Regions from separate parts of the Mus musculus genome. Here region 2 is linked to region 1. Evidence: chromatin contacts called from public HiChIP or PLAC-seq data. All regions are on one chromosome and are shown on one strand. Each heading gives the region's core, a stretch centred on a gene start, on an enhancer-like site or on the middle of the called end of the contact. The rest is flanking DNA. Distances are from core to core; before and after follow the strand shown. Region 1 overlaps Enpp6 (ectonucleotide pyrophosphatase/phosphodiesterase 6). Region 2 overlaps Stox2 (storkhead box 2).

Evidence for each region. HiChIP or PLAC-seq counts read pairs in DNA pulled down with a chosen protein or histone mark.
Region 2: an H3K27ac HiChIP or PLAC-seq map of large pre-B cells shows a contact between it and region 1, with 2.5 times the contacts expected there. The contact joins two enhancer-like sites. A contact is called at or near these places in 2 of 115 datasets of contacts at active chromatin or transcription factors (embryonic stem cells and large pre-B cells) and 2 of 9 other capture datasets (adipose tissue and pancreatic islet).

What each region holds. Positions count from the first base shown.
Region 1 is chr8:47,050,755-47,054,287 of GRCm38.p6, reverse strand. It overlaps Enpp6 (ectonucleotide pyrophosphatase/phosphodiesterase 6), which reads right to left. Exons shown (of 8, transcript NM_177304.4): 3 at 593-704. Among named protein-coding and RNA genes, the nearest start is that of Gm31231, 31 kb to the left of the region's middle. Within about 2 kb of position 1,682, at least 8 of the 459 cell types and tissues checked have an H3K27ac peak or open chromatin away from gene starts, as enhancers often do.
Region 2 is chr8:47,190,124-47,193,656 of GRCm38.p6, reverse strand. Stox2 (storkhead box 2) reads left to right here. Exons shown (of 4, transcript NM_001114311.1): 3 at 1-1,818. Among named protein-coding and RNA genes, the nearest start is that of Gm51569, 16 kb to the right of the region's middle. Within about 2 kb of position 1,971, at least 29 of the 459 cell types and tissues checked have an H3K27ac peak or open chromatin away from gene starts, as enhancers often do.

The DNA.
Region 1 (3,533 bases), core at 433-2,932:
TGGAGATTTTCTGTCTTCTGTTCACCGTTTCCAAACAGTGTCGCTGTTCACAGTTACAAACCATCAGTACCCCACATACCAATCACTACATAAAACTCTCTGAGACATTTCACCTAGGTCCAGCTCTCTTAGACCTCTTGAGGATTTGCTATTCATCCAAGAAACAAGGAAGAGGGAAAGGAGAGATGTCTCAGTGGGTAAGGATGCTTGCTGGGAGACGGTGACACTTAAAGGTTGCACCTGCCTTTAATCCCAGCACTCTGGAGGCAGAAGCAGGTGGATCTCTGAGTTCGAGGCTAGGCTGGTCTACAGAGCAAGTTTCAGGACAGCCAGAAACATTGTCTTGAAAAACAAAACAAAACAAGAGTCTTTGCTGCTGCTCTTTATAGAGTTTGCTTCACAGAACCTATGTCAGGTGACTCACAACTGCCTACAACTTCGGTCTGTGGCTACATAGGACCTAACTCTCTCTTCTGTCTTCTGCAGATACTTACATCTGCTGTGTACACACACACACACACACACACACACACACACACAATTTCTTAAAACACAAGGAATAATGTTTTGGCTAGAAATTTGGGACACTTACTTTAATGAGTCGAGAGCATCGCTAACTGCATTCGCAAAGTTGATATCTGTTGGGACAGTTTTATATTCTAGGCAGTAAGTTGGTCTGACACCAAGAATCTCAACTTCACAGCCTAACAAGAAAAAAAAGATGGAAAATAGTTATTGTCTCCAATACTTGGATCAGGGCTAAGAACCTATTCCATAAAACATACATCAGTCAAAATATTTTTGTACCTTTTCATAAACTAAAATAAGCTATTCCTGGTAAGTAGTATATTTAATTATAATTCTTCTTCACTACATTAGTGTCTTAAATGCCATTCCAAGGTAATACTGGAGTCTCATGACAGAAATCCCCAAACTGGACAATAGAAACAAGATAAATATTAATTAGTATAACAAAATATTTAACTTTTTCCTGTAGATTTTCCATAAATACCATCTTCTAGTCTAATGTTCCCTTGTCTTCAAGAGACATGTGTTGAGTAGTATCTTGCATCCAGAGAAATATAAAACAAATATTCCCCTATCCTGTAATAAAGAACAACTGAACTTTAGAGTTGTAGCAGCAAGCCAACTTCACTGAGTTAAAGCAAGGGCTTTGAGCTGGCCTTCCCTCTCTCAAAAATAAAAGAATAAAAAACATGGTGTGAATCTGCTCAAGTTTTCTACTGCAGACTCTCAGACCAGCAGAAGTAGTTGTCCTGGAGGAAGAGACAGTAATTCAGAATATGCGAGCAGAGAGCTGCAGAGGGATGAGCCAGTCACAGTTTACATTTGTTAGGCAAATATTTATTGGCATTTACTATGAACTGTTCAGGCAGAGAAAACAACAATGAATCAGCCAGTGTCTCCTTCTCAGAGCAGTCCAGAGTCAGCCAGTGTCTCCTTCTCGAGCAGTCCAGAGTCTAGTCTTATGGGAAAGAGGGAAGCCTGTGTTGTGTGAAGTCTGATGTATGGTGCCCACTTCCTCGATGGTATAGGGATTCCATGAGGAGCAGAATTTTCCTCCTGACAGCCTTGCTTGCATCCCTGTCTATGACACAGTGTGAAAGACACAGCCAGGGCTGTGGGGGATGGAGATAGGGGCTGGGGTAGGGTTGGGTACCAAGACAAAGACATCAATGTGAGCTAAAGTTCAGAGAACTTCTAAACAATGAAAACCATGAAATGCCAGACCAAGAGACTCTGGGAGACCAGATGTGGCTCTTGCCTACAGTTCAGGGAAAATGACTTCTAAGTGGAAGTTAGTAAAAGAGAGGATATAAACTGGGGGTGGGGTGGGGGTGGGGGGGATGGGGGAGGCTGGAGTTTGCCAGGAAGCAGGTAGTCAGGCACGGTTGAGCACATCTGCTGGGTGGTTCCAATTGATGCAGAAGATATCAGAGGGACTCCTAGGAAGACTAACTCATTAGCATAAAAGATATGGACTTCAAAAAAAGGGGTGCTGCATGAATCACTACTAAATCATTAAAAAAAGAAAAAGAAAGCATCAATTTCTTTTTAAAAAACCAAATATCAAAATGCATAAAAAGGAATTGGGATTTAAGAGACAAAACTAAGTAGTTTAGTTTTAAAACAACCGTACACAAAGCCAGAAGGAGCCATGACTCCACCTAGATAGTAATGTGTACTGCTTACCTGTCATGTATATGCACACACAGAAGAATCTTGGTAATGTAACTACAAGACTTTGACATTAATGGAAATTAGTTTGATATACAATGACTAGTCCGTCATGATGACTGGTATCTACAATCCTGTACTGGGAAGCCTGAAGCAGGAGCATCAGGAGTTAAATCAAGTCTTGTCTATTGGCCATACAATATTGGTAGCTAGCCTGAGTTATGTGAAGCTCCGTAGCAAAGATCTAAACAAACCAACAGATAGAATGAACGAGCTATATGGAGAATTGGGGGGTTACTATCAATGGTGTAAATTCAATAGATTTGAATTTCTTATCTTGTGAGCATGGGATGTGAATTTTTAAATACAATTGTTAGGCAAACTGAGCATGTTCTGGTCCATCAATAAAACCTCAATAGTTTTCAAAGAGCAGAGAAGTTTCAAGTACAATTAATATAATCTGACCACAGGTAATAACATTAGGAATTTAATCATAATCGTTAACTAAAAATAAACCTAACCACTTAAAAATCTGAAAGAAAACTGTTATGTAAATTGATGCACAGGGGAAATGAAAACTCCCCTGACAGGCTAGTTATTAACAACAGTGAAAATTCTATACTTCACAACTTCAAGGGACACATTTTCACTTAGGTCAGGGGAAAATAAAGAATGTTTCCCTCACTGCTGTAATGTATGGCTTTTAACATGGTTTTCATTAAATAAGAAATAGAAGCAAGTACATTTAGAAATCAGGATGTATGCCTAAGACTTACTGGATGACAGTACTTTTAAGAACTTTTTGCAGGGCTGAGAGATATATCAGCAAGCAAAGTCCTGCCATACGAGAGTGGAGACCAGAGTTCAGGTCCCCAGCACCCACATAACTAACAGACTAGCATGACAGCCTGCCTTCTGTTACAGTACTCAGAAGTGGAGACCAGGTAGCCCTGGATCAAGCTGGCTAGCCTGACTAACCATACCATTGAGATTTTGGTCCAACTGGAAAGACCTTGCCTCAAAGAAGCAAGTAGAGAGCCATAGTGGCAGACTTCTGAGGTCACTCTCCAGCTTCCAGGTATGCACACACACACACACACACACACACACACACGCGCGCGCGCGCGCGTGTGTGTGTGTGTGTGAACATGCTTACACACATGCCCATCACACACACACACGTTCACTTATAAACGTGCCCATTCACAGTAGAAACAAAAGTGTCACCAAATTGTGAGTAAATACACATGATGATTTATTTCATTCTATTCTAATCTACTCCACAACCGTTTTTAAAGTTGCTTAGCAAACTGCAAGTGTCTATTAGTGTCCAC
Region 2 (3,533 bases), core at 722-3,221, 140 kb before region 1:
TAAAGATGGTGAAAAGCAGTCCAAAAAATTCGGTCTCAAGTTATTCCGGCTGAGTTTTAAGAAAGACAAGACCAAACAGCTGGCCAATTTCTCTGCCCAGTTTCCTCCCGAGGAGTGGCCTCTGCGAGACGAGGACACGCCCACGACCATCCCTCGGGAAGTGGAGATGGAGATCATCCGGCGGATCAACCCAGACTTGACGGTGGAAAATGTCATGAGGCACACTGCCCTGATGAAGAAACTTGAAGAAGAAAAAGCTCACCGGAGCAAAGCCGGGTCCTCCGCCCACCACAGTGGAAGGAGTAAAAAGAGCCGGACTCACCGCAAGTCCCACGGGAAGTCTCGGTCACACAGCAAGACGCGAGTGTCCAAAGGAGATCCTTCGGATGGCTCGCATCTGGATATCCCCGGTGAGAGGGAGTATGAATTTTGCGACCCTCTAACCAGGGCCCCCAGAGAGGGCTGCTTCATCATTGAACACAAAGGGGACAACTTCATCATGCATAGCAACACGAACGTGATCGAGTCCCATTTCCCCATGACGCCAGAATGGGATGTGTCTGGCGAACTGGCCAAAAGGAGAACGGAGATGCCCTTTCCCGAACCCTCCAGGGGAAGCTCCCACTCCAAAGTGCACCGAAGCCACAGCCATACCCAGGACCGGAGATCCAGGAATGAGAGGTCCAACAAGGCCAAGGAGAGATCCAGGTCTATGGATAACTCCAAAGGTCCCCTGGGCGCTTCTTCACTCGGGACTCCGGAAGACCTGGCTGAAGGCTGCAGCCAAGATGACCAAACACCGAGCCAATCATACATTGATGACAGTACTTTAAGGCCTGCGCAAACGATTGGTCATCAAAGGGCTCATATTCCTTCTGCCAGCTACAAAGAGGTATGCATTCCAGAAATAGTTGGTGGCAGCAAGGAACCTTCTAGTGCTTGTAGCCTTCTGGAGCCAGGCAAAACCCCTGAGAGTATGCCGTCCTATGGGGAACTCAGCCCTTGCCCGGCTAAAACAGCTGTGGATGACTATTTTCAGTGCAACACCTCGAGTGAGACCGTACTCACAGCACCGTCCCCTTTAGGGAAGAATAAGGAGGACCATGACACTTTGACCTTGGTGGAGGGGGTAAAAAAGCTGTCTCCATCTGAGAGGCAGACCCCCCATTCTTCCAGGGAACCTGTTGGGCACAAGGAGGAGTCACCGAAAGGGCCAGGAGGGGGCCCTGCAGCCTCTGGTGGTGTGGCAGAGGGGTTAGCCAATGGCCGCCTTGTCCAACATCATAGCGCAGAACCCAGCAGCCTGGACAAAAGGAAAGAAATATTCAGCAAAGACACACTGTTCAAACCTCTACACAGCACCCTGTCTGTAAACAGCTATCACAAATCTAGCTTGTCCCTCCTCAAGTCTCACCCAAAGTCACCCGTTGACACACTGCCAGGCCGTTGTGAGAAACTGGAACCTTCCCTTGGGACATCCGCGGCCCAAGCCATGCCTCCATCCCAACGTCAGCAGGAGCCTGGAGGGAACCAGGAGGCTTCTTTTGACTATTACAACGTCTCTGATGACGACGACTCCGAGGAGGGGGCCAACAAAAACGCGGAGGAGGAGAAAAACAGAGATGATGTGGGCACCATGCAGTGGCTCCTGGAGAGGGAGAAGGAAAGAGACTTGCAGAGGAAGTTTGAGAAAAACCTCACCCTCCTCACCCCAAAAGAAACTGATAGCAGCAGCAACCAGAGAGCCACCCACTCAGCCCGGCTGGACAGCATGGATAGCAGCAGCATCACGGTGGACAGTGGATTCAACTCCCCACGGTAGGGAGAGCTGGCCTCCTGTATACACATACACCCGCCAGGGCCCGGGGCTTTATGCCAGAGAGCTGGCTTCACAGTCTGGGACTGTGAACGAGGGCTGTGAGTTGTGTGACCTGTGTTGTTAACAGCCTGTTTTCTAACTTCTTTTTCAGGAATTGAAACCAAAAAAATGTTTCTGCAGCTGTAGAGATCACTAATCTGGACTGGTGGGTTGGTTCCTTCCCTAAAGATTGCATCAGAGTCTGATCTGAGACCAACACATCCCAATGGTTTTCTTCTATTTGTATTGACAACCAGGAGAAGGGATTTTTTTAAGTCCTTCAAAAAAAAAAAAAAAAGTAATGTTCTGAGTATGATGAATATAGTCAGTGCGAGGAAAGTGGTAGAGAGCAGTTTGGTGCCAGGATAATGGCTGCCCCCTTTACTGTGGAGATAGTAGTGGATTTTAGAGTCTTTCCAAAGGATCCAGAAGTTCGATGCCACTTCAATTCCTATGCTGTGCTCCTTGCTTAGATGTCTTCTTCTCCCACCTTTATGTGGACAGAGACGTGGAAGCTTGTTCCTTTCACAAGTTAGGGGCCTCCACTCTTTTAGATCACAACAGCTGCCTGACTTTTATCCCCCCCACCCCCCGCCCCCGACCTGTAGAACTGATACTGAGTGGCCACCGCCCTTTAGTGTCCTGATAGTTCAGCGGTGCTGATAGTTCTGAGTGTATAAAGCCCAATGGTGCCCTCCCATGCATTGCCATTGCTTAGGGGTGACACACACATGCATGCGCACACGCACACGAACACACACACACACACACACACACCCAGATGTCACGCTTCCTGTTTTGCTCCATCACTCTTTCTTCTCATTAAACAGCAACTTGGGATCTAAATCTTGCTTCTGAATCCTGCTCCAGATTGGTGACTCTAAGATGCAGAAATGCTCCTGAGAGATGTATACATCCTCATCTCCGTTTCCCAAGACCTCATACAATTTATAATCACAATAAGTACCCACATTGGTACTTCATTCGTTCATTTGTGTTATTAAGAATTATAATGAACTTAGTCGTGATCATTTCACCCTATTTCCGGGTATCTCGGGGACACATTACCCCAAAGTCAGACGTGGGGAGTTACTATAATGTTAATTCCACAATCAGACATTTGCTATTTCTTAAAGAACCAGCTCTTGATTTGTTATTATTTTGGTCACATAGCCTTGTTTTCCAGGCTAACACATAAATAGACATTCTAACATCTGACAGACATCTATCAGAGTTGGAACTCTGGCAAACTGCTTGGGAGTCCAGGAGTCCAGGTCCGCCCTGGTACCTTAAGGATCCTTGAGAAAAACGCCGGGAGCAGTGACTCTGGTCTTTTTAAAGAAAATATTTTGCTAAATATATTTTTCTCTCCCACATCAGATTTTATTTTCCAATTTTCTCTGTCCTCCTCCACCTGTCTTCCTGTTCTACATTTTTTTTCCTCTCTTGAAAACCCTAGCAGGAGGAAGCAGACCACTGATGGTCTGTGATAAAAGTTAACCAACATTGCTTATGGAAAGCATGGCTTACTTGCCTGTGCCTTTATGTTCACTATTTATCACGTAGACCGCTTTGCTTAGTGCCTTTCTCGCTCGACGCTCAAGCCCTTCACATTGCCCCCTCAGCACCTGGACTTAGGCAGCAAGCAGTGGCACTCCTGAGACTGCTTTGAAGG